Regions from separate parts of the Mus musculus genome. Here all the other regions are linked to region 2. A link is a contact called in public HiCAR-type and promoter capture Hi-C data. All regions are on one chromosome and are shown on one strand. Each heading gives the region's core, a stretch centred on a gene start, on an enhancer-like site or on the middle of the called end of the contact. The rest is flanking DNA. Distances are from core to core; before and after follow the strand shown.

Region 1 (3,372 bases), core at 218-2,717, 2.7 Mb before region 2:
GAACCAGTACTCTCTTCACAGACTAAATCGGAGCCTCGGAATTATCCAATTCCTAGATTAGCTGGGAAGCTGGGACCACCAATTCTGTAAAAAAATTCCATTCCTCCCCACCATTATTAAGATTTGTTCCCAGTCTCTTCCAACTCAGCTTGCTCTCCCTCTCCTCACTCGCACTGCCTCATCCCCTGACTCTCCACTTCATCTCACAAGCTCTACTCCAAGGCATTCCCCCTTCCCTCGTGGCTTTAATTCTACTCTGTATTAGTGCTTCTCAAACATTTGAACCAGTTTACAAACATGGAAATTCTGTTTCCTTTCCGTAGTTTACGCTTTGAAAATTGAATCCTCTCCTCATTTTTAAAAAATGTTTGCTCCTCCTTCTCAAGGTCTGTTAAGCACATGTATATTAATTCAAATTCATCAGTACAATGTCTCAACATATTTCCCTTTCTGGCTCCCTCCTCCGGACATTTCTTGAGATTACAAATTAGCTCCGACTGTCTAAAGCAGTTTAATACAGATAGACAGTTCGATGACTGTCGCTCCAGCCTCCGTCCATAACCTGTTTAAAACAAAATCATTTCTTTTAGCAATGCTAATCCAACTTGATGTTGTCTTTGGCGAATAGTCTCACAATTCACCTGTCTGTGCCTGAATATACTTATTTGTACTGACTGTCTTGAGGGTACTCCATCAAAAATCAATACTATAAGGAGTGTCTATTATAGCCAGGAGTTAAGAAATGCAGAACAGTACAAAGCATAACGTCTGTATGGGTGAGAGCAGAAGTATACTCCAAACAAGTTTTGTGAGGCATTTTCTCATTTACAAAGCAAAATTAAAACAAATCACGTACGCCTGAATTTCGTCTTGACCATAATCCCGTATTCCCGTTTTACAGATGAAAAACCCTGAGACTTCATTTTCCACTCTTTTATTGCTACAAAAAGGACAATTATACACACAGAGAGAAAGAACAGGTCTGTACAGAACAAAGTACCCAAAGGGCTGCGAGAGTCGGATCCGGCGGGTGGACCCCGGCCCCGCCGCCACCGCGGCCACCCGGGACCTTTGCGGCCCGTCTGCAAGGTCGGCGGGAGCCCAGGGCCGGCCCCGCGTCCCACACAGGGTTAACTGGAGTACCTGGTGGCGAGGCGACTGCAAGGCCCGGGTCTCAGCCAGCCTAGCAGGTGATGTCGACCACGAGGTGAAGCCTCCGAGGCTAACCGCGTCCACCGCCCTGGCTGCCCCACACTCCAAGTATGCAGAGCGGAGCCGGAACTCGAGGAGGACGCGGGAGAGCCGGGTCTGAGGCCCCGCGGGCTGGCGCGCCGGGGGCGTGGTCAGCATCCGGGGGCGGGGCCCGCGGGGCGCGAGGCGGGGCAGGTGGAGCCTGCGCGAGGCCGGCCCCGGCGTAGGAAGGGCGGGGAGCGCGTCTGGGCGCCGCGGTCGCGTGACGCGTTTTCAAATCTTTAACCGCCGCGGCTCCCGGGTCTGAGCTACAGCCTCTTCCTGCTCCGAGCCTCCGCGCCGGAACCGGCCCTCAAGCGCGGCCCGGCGCCGAGGCCGAGGCCGGAGCCGGGGCCGGGGAGGCCCTGGGAGCTTTGTGTTCGCGGCCGTTCCATGCGGCCCCCGGTGCGGACCCAGCATGTAGGTGCCTGGTGGCTGCCATGAACCTCGAGACCATGAGGATCCACAGCAAAGCACCTCTCCCGGGTATGGAGCCCCTCCCCCGCCGCGGTCCCTTTAATCGTTTCCTGCCTGGCTGGTTCCACGGAGGGTTCTAGAGAGTCTTCCTGCGGAGGGCCTCTTGCCGCTTTTGCGTTTCTGTGGGTTCTCGGCGCCCGCGAGGCGTTCGGTGTTGGTCTCCGTGAGGGACCGACGCTGGCCGGGCCCCTCATGCTCTCCCCGCCTCGGCCGCGAGCGACCCGGCATTCCCGGGGCTGCAGGCTTCAGACAATGCGCGGGTCCCCGACGGCCCCACGGAGGAGGCGCCCACGCCCATTTGTGACTGTTCCCGTCACTCGTGAGGGAGACGGAGAGGTGTATGTGTGTGTGTTTCAACCTCATAGACAAAAGCAGATTTCAATCTCAATGTTTAATATAAAAAATTTTCATTATAGGGAAAATTCCTAAGAGGTGCATGTGTGTCTAGTAACTAAGTACTAAAGTGCAGGTTGTCTTCGAAAGTTTAAAGAAGATGTTTGATTCTCATCTGCTTTTAAAATAAAAGATGGATGGCATAGTCCTTAGTGGGCTTAGGTTCTTAATATGTAAACAAAGTGCATGAACTCCCTCGTCTAGTTCTTTTAAGTACTAGACAAACTATGAAACCAAAATGCCAGCATTTAGTAACCCCTAAGAATTAGGTTGTTTATTCTAGATGAGTGTGTGTGGCTACCTAGGTAAATAAGCTTTAAATATTTGAAACACCTGTGTTGGGTTTTCACCGACCTGTTAATTACCCACATGACGTTTACACCATGAGAAGGTAAGTTTTCCAGAACAGCTCTATAGAATTCCTGCTTCATACACGGAACAGGAGTAAATAATAACTATTTTCTGCTGATTCAGCTCTTGTTCTCCAGTATAGAGTTTTGTGGAAACCATACAGGACAGTTTGCCTTCATCCTAAGTGGTAATATTAGGGAAAACATTTAGATTCTAATGACTTAATTTGTTATGACTAGTAATGTTTCCTTTCTGCAATAAAGCTGTTGAACATTTTTTGTAAAATAAATTAAAAATTTGTCTGCATAAAATGTTGCCTGATTCTTTTGTAATCACAGGTGGCATCCAAGACAGAAATGAAAAGAATCGACCATCCTTGAAATCCCTGAAGGCTGATAATAGACTGGAAAAATCCAAATATAAGCCCCTTTGGGGAAAAATATTTTACCTTGACTTGCCTTCTATCACCATATGTGAGAAACTACAAAAAGATATAAAGGAACTCGGAGGGGTAAGTGAGAACCGCACACCCACCAGAAGTTGAGAAAAGTAATACTTGGCGTTCTGTAATATAAATTACCAGGGCATTTCATTTTGGAAATTACAGCCATTTAGCAGTAGCAGCTTTGATGAGCTATTGGTTATTAGTGAATCACTTGGGAACTGGGAGTGTAACCCAGTGGTCTAGCACCTGCTGACATGTGAAAGACTTTCTGTGTTCAAGTCCCAACATCAGAAGATAAAGGCTTTTTTTTAAAGCCTTTTGTAGCCTGATAAAATGTCAAGTTTCTGTGATTGGTGGTTTGGTATAAAGAAATGAGGTTCCTATGTCCTAGTAAACCTGCCCTTTCTTTCAAAATACCAGGAGCCATTTGACTGATGACTGAGGGGAGCTGTTATGTGTTAAAATAATTCTTTAGT
Region 2 (3,320 bases), core at 212-2,711:
ACACCACATTACTCTCTTTACTTCTAAAATGGCAGTCAGATGCACTATAGGGTCCAGAAATTATCCTTCAAAGGCACATGGAGTCATCAAACCGGGAAGCCCTTGACCCGGAACCACATTACAAAAATATTCAGGTTGGAGACCCAGCTCAGTTGGTAAAGTGTCCTTGTGACTTACAGTTGGAACCTGCAGAGCTCCATTGTGGGAGGAGGGCAATCTCTGGACTTGGAGCTACAATACAGGTTTATTTTGAAATCCTCCCAACCCTTGCTTCTTGGGACTGCCACACCTAGTTATCATCTGACCTCCACGTGCATGCAGTAACATTCATCCACATACCTACAATAAATAAATAAACAAACAAACAAACGTGATGAAGGTATTTGAGTGCAGTTTGGGTGTACAGACTTATTTATAGGACCTAATTTATTTACCCTTCTGGTGTATCAACTTTATTCTTAAGATACACGCCAGAAAATGGGAAACTGAAGAACAACTGCGTGCTGGGAACAGAACCCCTGTGGTTGTGAGTCTTAGCCCACTAACTAGAAGTTTCCCTAACCCTCGGTCTAATGATTTTCTTCCTTGGAAATAAAAGCTGCAAGCGTCTATTTTGCCACAAGGTGTCAGGCCGGGGTAATTTAATCTTCAAAGGCCTTTTACACTATCTGATGGGAGTCAGTGAACCCAAACATTATCCACGGAGCACTAAGACACGCAGGACAGTGGAGTTCAGATCATCCCTTTAATTCCAGCACTCGGGAGGCAGAAGTAGGCTGATCTCAGAAAAAGAGGAGTTTGTGACCCAGGGTCACATTAAAAACAACACTCAGGTTGGAGACGCAGCTCCACCTTGGTCGTTAGTGTCTAGAGTCTGAGTTGAATCTGCAAAACTCTGTGGTGAACGGAGGGTGGTCCCTAGCGTCAGAGCTACGGGTTATTTTTAAATCCTCTCAACCCTGTGCTTCTTGTGACCACCACACCGAGGTATCATCTGACCTCCACGTGTGTATCATAATATTCATTCACATAGCTACAATAAACAAATAAACCCGGTGTAAAAGTCACTCACAAACTCAGATTCATCCTCTGACTGTCCTAACAGCTAGTCGTCTGAGAAACTGCTCTGTTGGAAGAGCGCTCCACCGCGGACGGCGTAATCGCTACAGAGCAGTTGGTCTCCAAGTGTGGGATCCAGGATCACTACAGCGTCGCCCGGCAACAGGCGAAATGCACAACTGCAGATTTCGACCAGGTCCCAGTCGGTTTCCAGTGAGCCCTGCTGGTGACCCTGGGTCCCCCTTGCACAGCCAAGGATTCGCCCCCGGCGACGCCCCTCCCACGGCGGCCGCAGCGAAGCCCCTGGGTGTGAGCAGGAGCTGGTCTCCGGCAGGGGGCGCTGTGCGCGCGGCGGCCGAGGGGCGGGGTCTGCGGAGCGGGCTGTGCTGGGCAGCGAGATTCGGGCTCCGCGTGGGACTGGGAGTCCGTCCGGGCAGCGAGCGCCTCGCCGTCGGGTCCCACGGAGAAGCCGGTGAGTCCCGAGTCTCGTTCGCAGGCCGCTTGCTCCCCGCCTCCGCGGGCCTTGGGAATCTGCTGCGGGCCGGGGAAGGGGTGAGGCGGGTCTCAGGGGCGGGCGGTGGTGCTCCGGGCAGCGGGGCGCCCCTTCGGCCCCTCGCGGATCTCGGCGAGCCCCGCGGGGAGCAGGTCTCCGCGGTCCCGGCTCTGGAGCTTAGGTCAACTTTGCAGTCAGGTTGGGTTCCCCCGGTAAGTTTGCCAACTTGGCAGTTTCCGCAAGTTTGCCTCGCTGGATGAATGACTCGTCCTGCTGTTTGAGCTGGTTTCTTCATGGAATTTTTTTTTTTTTTTTTTCATTTTAAGTCTTTGGAACACCGGTCCTACTCTTTCGGGATCTGAGTAGGATTCGGGTTTAAAATAGTCAGAGCTTTTAAATAAGGCACTCTGGTGAAAGCAACTAACAGACGTTTGTAGTCCAAGAATTTAAGTCCACTTCAAATTTAGTTATGCTGTTCCGTTGAGGTGGGGGATACATCCACATCTCGATATAAAATCAAGGGAATGTATTTAATATTAATGTTAAGCACTTGGGGAAGCAATGCTTTAAGAAACAGCCCGCTGTAGAACACCTTCCCCTCTTCCAATAATTAACTGTGGCAAAGCAAAAAAATACATTTGAAAGACTCGTGGGACATGCACTGCAACCCACAATGTATTCCAGTCACTGGGTTTCTTGGATTCTAAACTCCTTCCCATAAACATGAGTCTGTTGGGCTGTGTCAATATTTAGCAGGAACAACAAGCCAGCCAACCTAATCCAGGAAAACAGAAATCACTATTTAATGGGGAAGAAAGCTGGAGAATGTTGGTTCAAATCCTGGAGTTCTTGACATCTCTGCACTATGCTGTTTCCTGCTGAGTTTGCTGGACAGCCTGATGAAACCTCTCCTGTAGAAGTGTAATTATAGGTGTAGCTAAGGTCTGGTGGAAGAAGGCATGATTTATTTAGCTGATAGTTTGTTTTCCTGGTTTCTGGGCATACAGTCAACAATCACCTTTACGGGCATTGGCTCTTTTCCTTAGCGATGCTCCTCAGAGTGGTACCATGCAAACAAATGGCTAGGCATCTCCTCTGGGCCACTCTGTCCTTCCACCCAGAATCTCTCAGCAGTGGCTGTCTGTCATGTCAGCAAGCACCAACAACTCACTGCAGGTCACAGGACTGGGTAAAGAAAGGGGCTCTCATCCGTTTTCTCCACTTCCTTTCCAGAGCCACCATCTGTCTATACACTATTATCCTTTAAGATGTATGGCATTACCACACAGGTCTTAATGGAGCGTTTCCCTGTCCTAAACTTTCTTTGAGAACAGACTTATCATTTAACTTTGTATTTCCCGTGTCTGCCATCATTGTTCAGTGTGATTAATGAATTAACAGTGAACAGCTATAGATTTATGCTTCACTATCTTAAACATTGTGAATCACAAAACTTAAAATACACTCTAAACGTAGCAAACTGTTTCTTATACTTGTTACTACAGTGCATGCTACCCTATTCCTAGATACCCAACACCAACCTACTCACTTTATAGTACTGGTTAAGGTCAGAAAATGGCATGGGTAATACATTTTGAAGACAGACTGTTAGCCCCTCAAGGGCAGCCTTGAAATCTCCTTCTCTTTTTCCTCTTTGATATTGGCCTTGTAAGAACTTGTTGAATGACCTAGACTTTACCCAGAATTCTTTCAAATGGAAATGGTCAACACACACCTCAAACTCAAAAAAAAACAAACAAACAAACAA
Region 3 (3,032 bases), core at 43-2,542, 2.2 Mb before region 2:
CATCTCACATGCATGGTTTGGAACAACCAAGACAGAACATGTTCTGTCCCAGAAACCGCACTTATTCAGCACAGTTTTTATTTCATATAAATATGAGAAAACACTTCCAAATGTATGTGGAACCCAAAACCACTCTGGCTAGCTGAAGAAATCATAAGCATAAGGAAGGAAGGTGTGGCTTCCTCTCACGCCCTTCACTGACTATGCCACTGAGTGTCATACTTTAGAATGTCTACCACTTACCAGCGTTGCCTTAACACTTTCCCTCTCCCTGGGGAACAGACACTATTCTTCCACTGGGTACAGTTTTCTGTCTGAATCATGAATACTCCTGATGCCTCATCTGTAGGGAAAGAACACTCACCTGGAGTCTAAACTTGGTGTTTTCCAAGATACTGCGGTTCAATAGGAGAAAAATTTAACCTGTTTCCTCTCTATCATTAAGAGGATCCTTCACACAGATATGGATTAGGACCCAGGGGAAAGAAAGCCATAGGCCTCGCTGTGTTTCCATATCCTAGTGCTGTGTCCAGATTTCATGAAGAATAGGTTTGCTGAGACTAAAGCCCGGTGAATAATAGCCTTTTTTTTTTTACATAAAACAAGCCAACTATTGACTGGACCTTGACGTTGGTGAATTTTCATAGAATTTTTGGCCGGGAGACATCTTGGAGATTATGTAACTGTCCCTTTTCAATGCTGGAACTCAAGAAGGCTGTTTTGATTGGTCAGGGTCTCTTTCATGCCTTTTCTGGTAACCAGTTCCACGCCTGACACCTCCACTATGACGTTCCAGTGTCTGTGAGAATGCAACATCAGCCCACACCTTAACTATACAGAACATAAGATCAGAAAAGATGTCAGAGCCCTTCCAAATTCAAGAGATCAGCTATGACCAGCACTTAAAATAGTTACTACTTCTATAGAGAGAGTTCTAGGACAGCCAGGGGTACACAGAGAAGCCTAGTCTCAAGAAAAGGAGAAACAAAAACAAAAACAGAAACAGAAACAAAAATGAAAACAAACAAACAAAAAACAAAAACAAACCAAAATGAAAAAAAGGTTACTTCTTCTTTTCTCTGCCCCACCCCGTAGTTTTATTGAGTAGCTCTCTCCTTAACCTTTGGACTCTTAAATACACTTCAACTATGACTACTTTGTCAGTTGCAAATCTAGCTCCTCATATCTCATTTACAAAAAAAATCACCTGTTTATGTAGCAGAGTAACATACAGAAACCAGTGTGCTTCACACTGAACTCCAAGGCAGCCTCTCACAAGTCGTCCATTGACTTCACCCTTCGTGCACAGTCACCCTCAAAGGGTGTGGCTGGGAGGATGTAACTGGCTTGCAGGGCTCTGCTCTTTCCCCCTTCCCATCGTTGCGATTTCTAAGCCACACACGTTGGAACATCTGGAGCTGGCATTCTGTCTCTCTGCTTAACCCTTTAGCCTTTGCTCCATAACTGAAGGTCTTTACAGCCCACCACAGGACTGTAACCTGAAGCATTTGCAATAGTCTTCCTCCTTCTGGGTTGCTTTCTATTAGGTACTCAGGAAAGGCTCACTGGAGCATGTCCTGAGCTTCCACGTGTTCTCAGGCCTTTATGGTCTTTGTGTCTGAAGAATAGACTAGGTATAAGATTCTGAGAACATATTTTCTTACTACTTAAAAATGTTAAACTCTTTAAGGACATCACAAGTTCTGCAGACAAATGGACGGAGCTAGAAAAATACCATCCTGAGTGAGGTAACTCAGACCCAAAAGAACATGCATGGCATGCAATCACTAATCAGTGGATATTAGCCAAAAAAGTACAGAATTCCCAGGATACAACCCACAGAACTCAAGAAGGTTAACAAGCCAAGGGGCCCAAGTGAGAATGTCTCAATCCCCCTTGAGAGGGAGAAAAATGCAACCAGGGGGGGGGGGGGAGGTGGATGGGAGAGGGAGTGAGGGACCTGGGTGGGAAAGGGGACAGGGAGGGGAAGAGGGGAACATGATCAGGTATTTGGGGGCGAGGGAGGGGGTAGGGGAAGACAGAACTGAAGTCCTGAAGGCCAGTAGAAAGAATGGAAACAGAAAACTTGGTAAGTAGGAGGTAGGGGGGCCCTCTAGAATGTACCAGAGACCTGGGAGGTGAGAGACTCTCAAGACTCAAAGGGAGGGACCTTAGATGAAATGCCAAACAGTGGGGAGAGGGAATGTGTAAAGTTCACCTCCAGCAGAAAGACAGGGTATCAAGTAGAGGGCTGGGGTTGCCATCCCACAGTCAAAACTCTGACCCAGAATTGTTCCTGTCTGAAAGAATTGCAGGGATGGAAATGGAAAAGAGACTGAGGGAAAGGAGGTCCAGTGACAGGCTCAACTTGGGACCCAGCTCAAGGGGAGGCCCCCAAGGACTGACACTATTACTGATGCTATTGTGTGCTTACAAACAGGAGCCTAGTATGACTGCCCTCCAAAAGGCCCAACAAGCAGCTGACTCAGACAGATGAAAATATTTATATTCAACCAATGGACTAAAGTTGGGGACCTGTGTGGTTAAATTAGGGAAAAGCTAGGAGAAACTGAGGAGGAGACTACCCCATAGGAAGATCAGCAGCCTTAACTAACCTGGACCCCAGAGATTGCTCTGACACTGAGCCACCATCCAGGCAGCATACTCCAGCTGAGATGAGCCCCCAACGTATACAGCAGAGGACTGCTGGGTCTTGGTTTAGTGAGAGAAGATGCACCCAACTCTGTTGAGGGAAAGATTTAAAAAAGGCTAGCAGGCTTCCTGCGCTACTGCTGGCAACTCTCGGTCCCAGCCCCAGCGTGGTCCCAGCTGGCTCTAGCTAGCCCTCCTCCCGCAGCTCCCCTCCTCAGCAACTGAGAGAGGTCTGCCTAGCTCTGGTTCCTTTGTCTCTGGAGCTGCTAATTTTTTCTCAGCCATAAACTCCTGTGGTCAGTGGTCCCACATTCTAGTAGCAAAGTAAATCAAAACTCTAGAAGCTTATAATTAACAAGTCAATTTACATATCAATAAAT

What was found. Promoter capture Hi-C pulls out the DNA fragments that hold promoters and counts their contacts. HiCAR-type assays count read pairs that join an accessible place to other places.
Region 1: a HiCAR-type map of astrocytes shows a contact between it and region 2, with 8 times the contacts expected there. The contact joins the promoter of Dbf4 here to the promoter of Steap1 in region 2. A contact is called at or near these places in 5 of 39 promoter capture datasets (cranial neural crest, frontonasal cranial neural crest, hippocampal neurons and 1 more) and 1 of 115 datasets of contacts at active chromatin or transcription factors (astrocytes).
Region 3: a promoter capture Hi-C map of neutrophils shows a contact between it and region 2, with 8 times the contacts expected there. The contact joins the enhancer-like site here to the promoter of Steap1 in region 2. A contact is called at or near these places in 23 of 39 promoter capture datasets (the 3T3-L1 cell line, 3T3-L1-derived adipocytes, the C10 cell line and 13 more), 6 of 15 datasets of contacts at CTCF or cohesin (embryonic stem cells, hippocampal excitatory neurons, large pre-B cells and 3 more), 190 of 484 Hi-C or Micro-C datasets (the 3T3-L1 cell line, 3T3-L1-derived adipocytes, the 63-12 cell line and 109 more), 8 of 115 datasets of contacts at active chromatin or transcription factors (astrocytes, bone marrow-derived dendritic cells, embryonic stem cells and 4 more) and 2 of 9 other capture datasets (adipose tissue and liver).

What each region holds. Positions count from the first base shown.
Region 1 is chr5:8,420,811-8,424,182 of GRCm38.p6, reverse strand. Dbf4 (DBF4 zinc finger) reads left to right here and starts at 1,467. Exons shown (of 12, transcript NM_013726.3): 1 at 1,467-1,716; 2 at 2,790-2,962. The coding sequence starts at 1,671. Slc25a40 (solute carrier family 25, member 40) reads right to left here and starts at 1,345. Exons shown (of 12, transcript NM_178766.5): 1 at 1,144-1,345.
Region 2 is chr5:5,747,458-5,750,777 of GRCm38.p6, reverse strand. Steap1 (six transmembrane epithelial antigen of the prostate 1) reads left to right here and starts at 1,461. Exons shown (of 5, transcript NM_027399.3): 1 at 1,461-1,531. It overlaps Gm46900 (atherin-like), which reads right to left. Exons shown (of 2, transcript XM_017321192.2): 2 at 588-2,327. The coding sequence starts at 1,847. The coding sequence ends at 1,164.
Region 3 is chr5:7,992,226-7,995,257 of GRCm38.p6, reverse strand. No RefSeq gene overlaps it. Among named protein-coding and RNA genes, the nearest start is that of Steap4, 33 kb to the right of the region's middle. Within about 2 kb of position 1,292, at least 9 of the 459 cell types and tissues checked have an H3K27ac peak or open chromatin away from gene starts, as enhancers often do. A contact at or near this core is called in hematopoietic stem and progenitor cells and neutrophils, where this site is marked.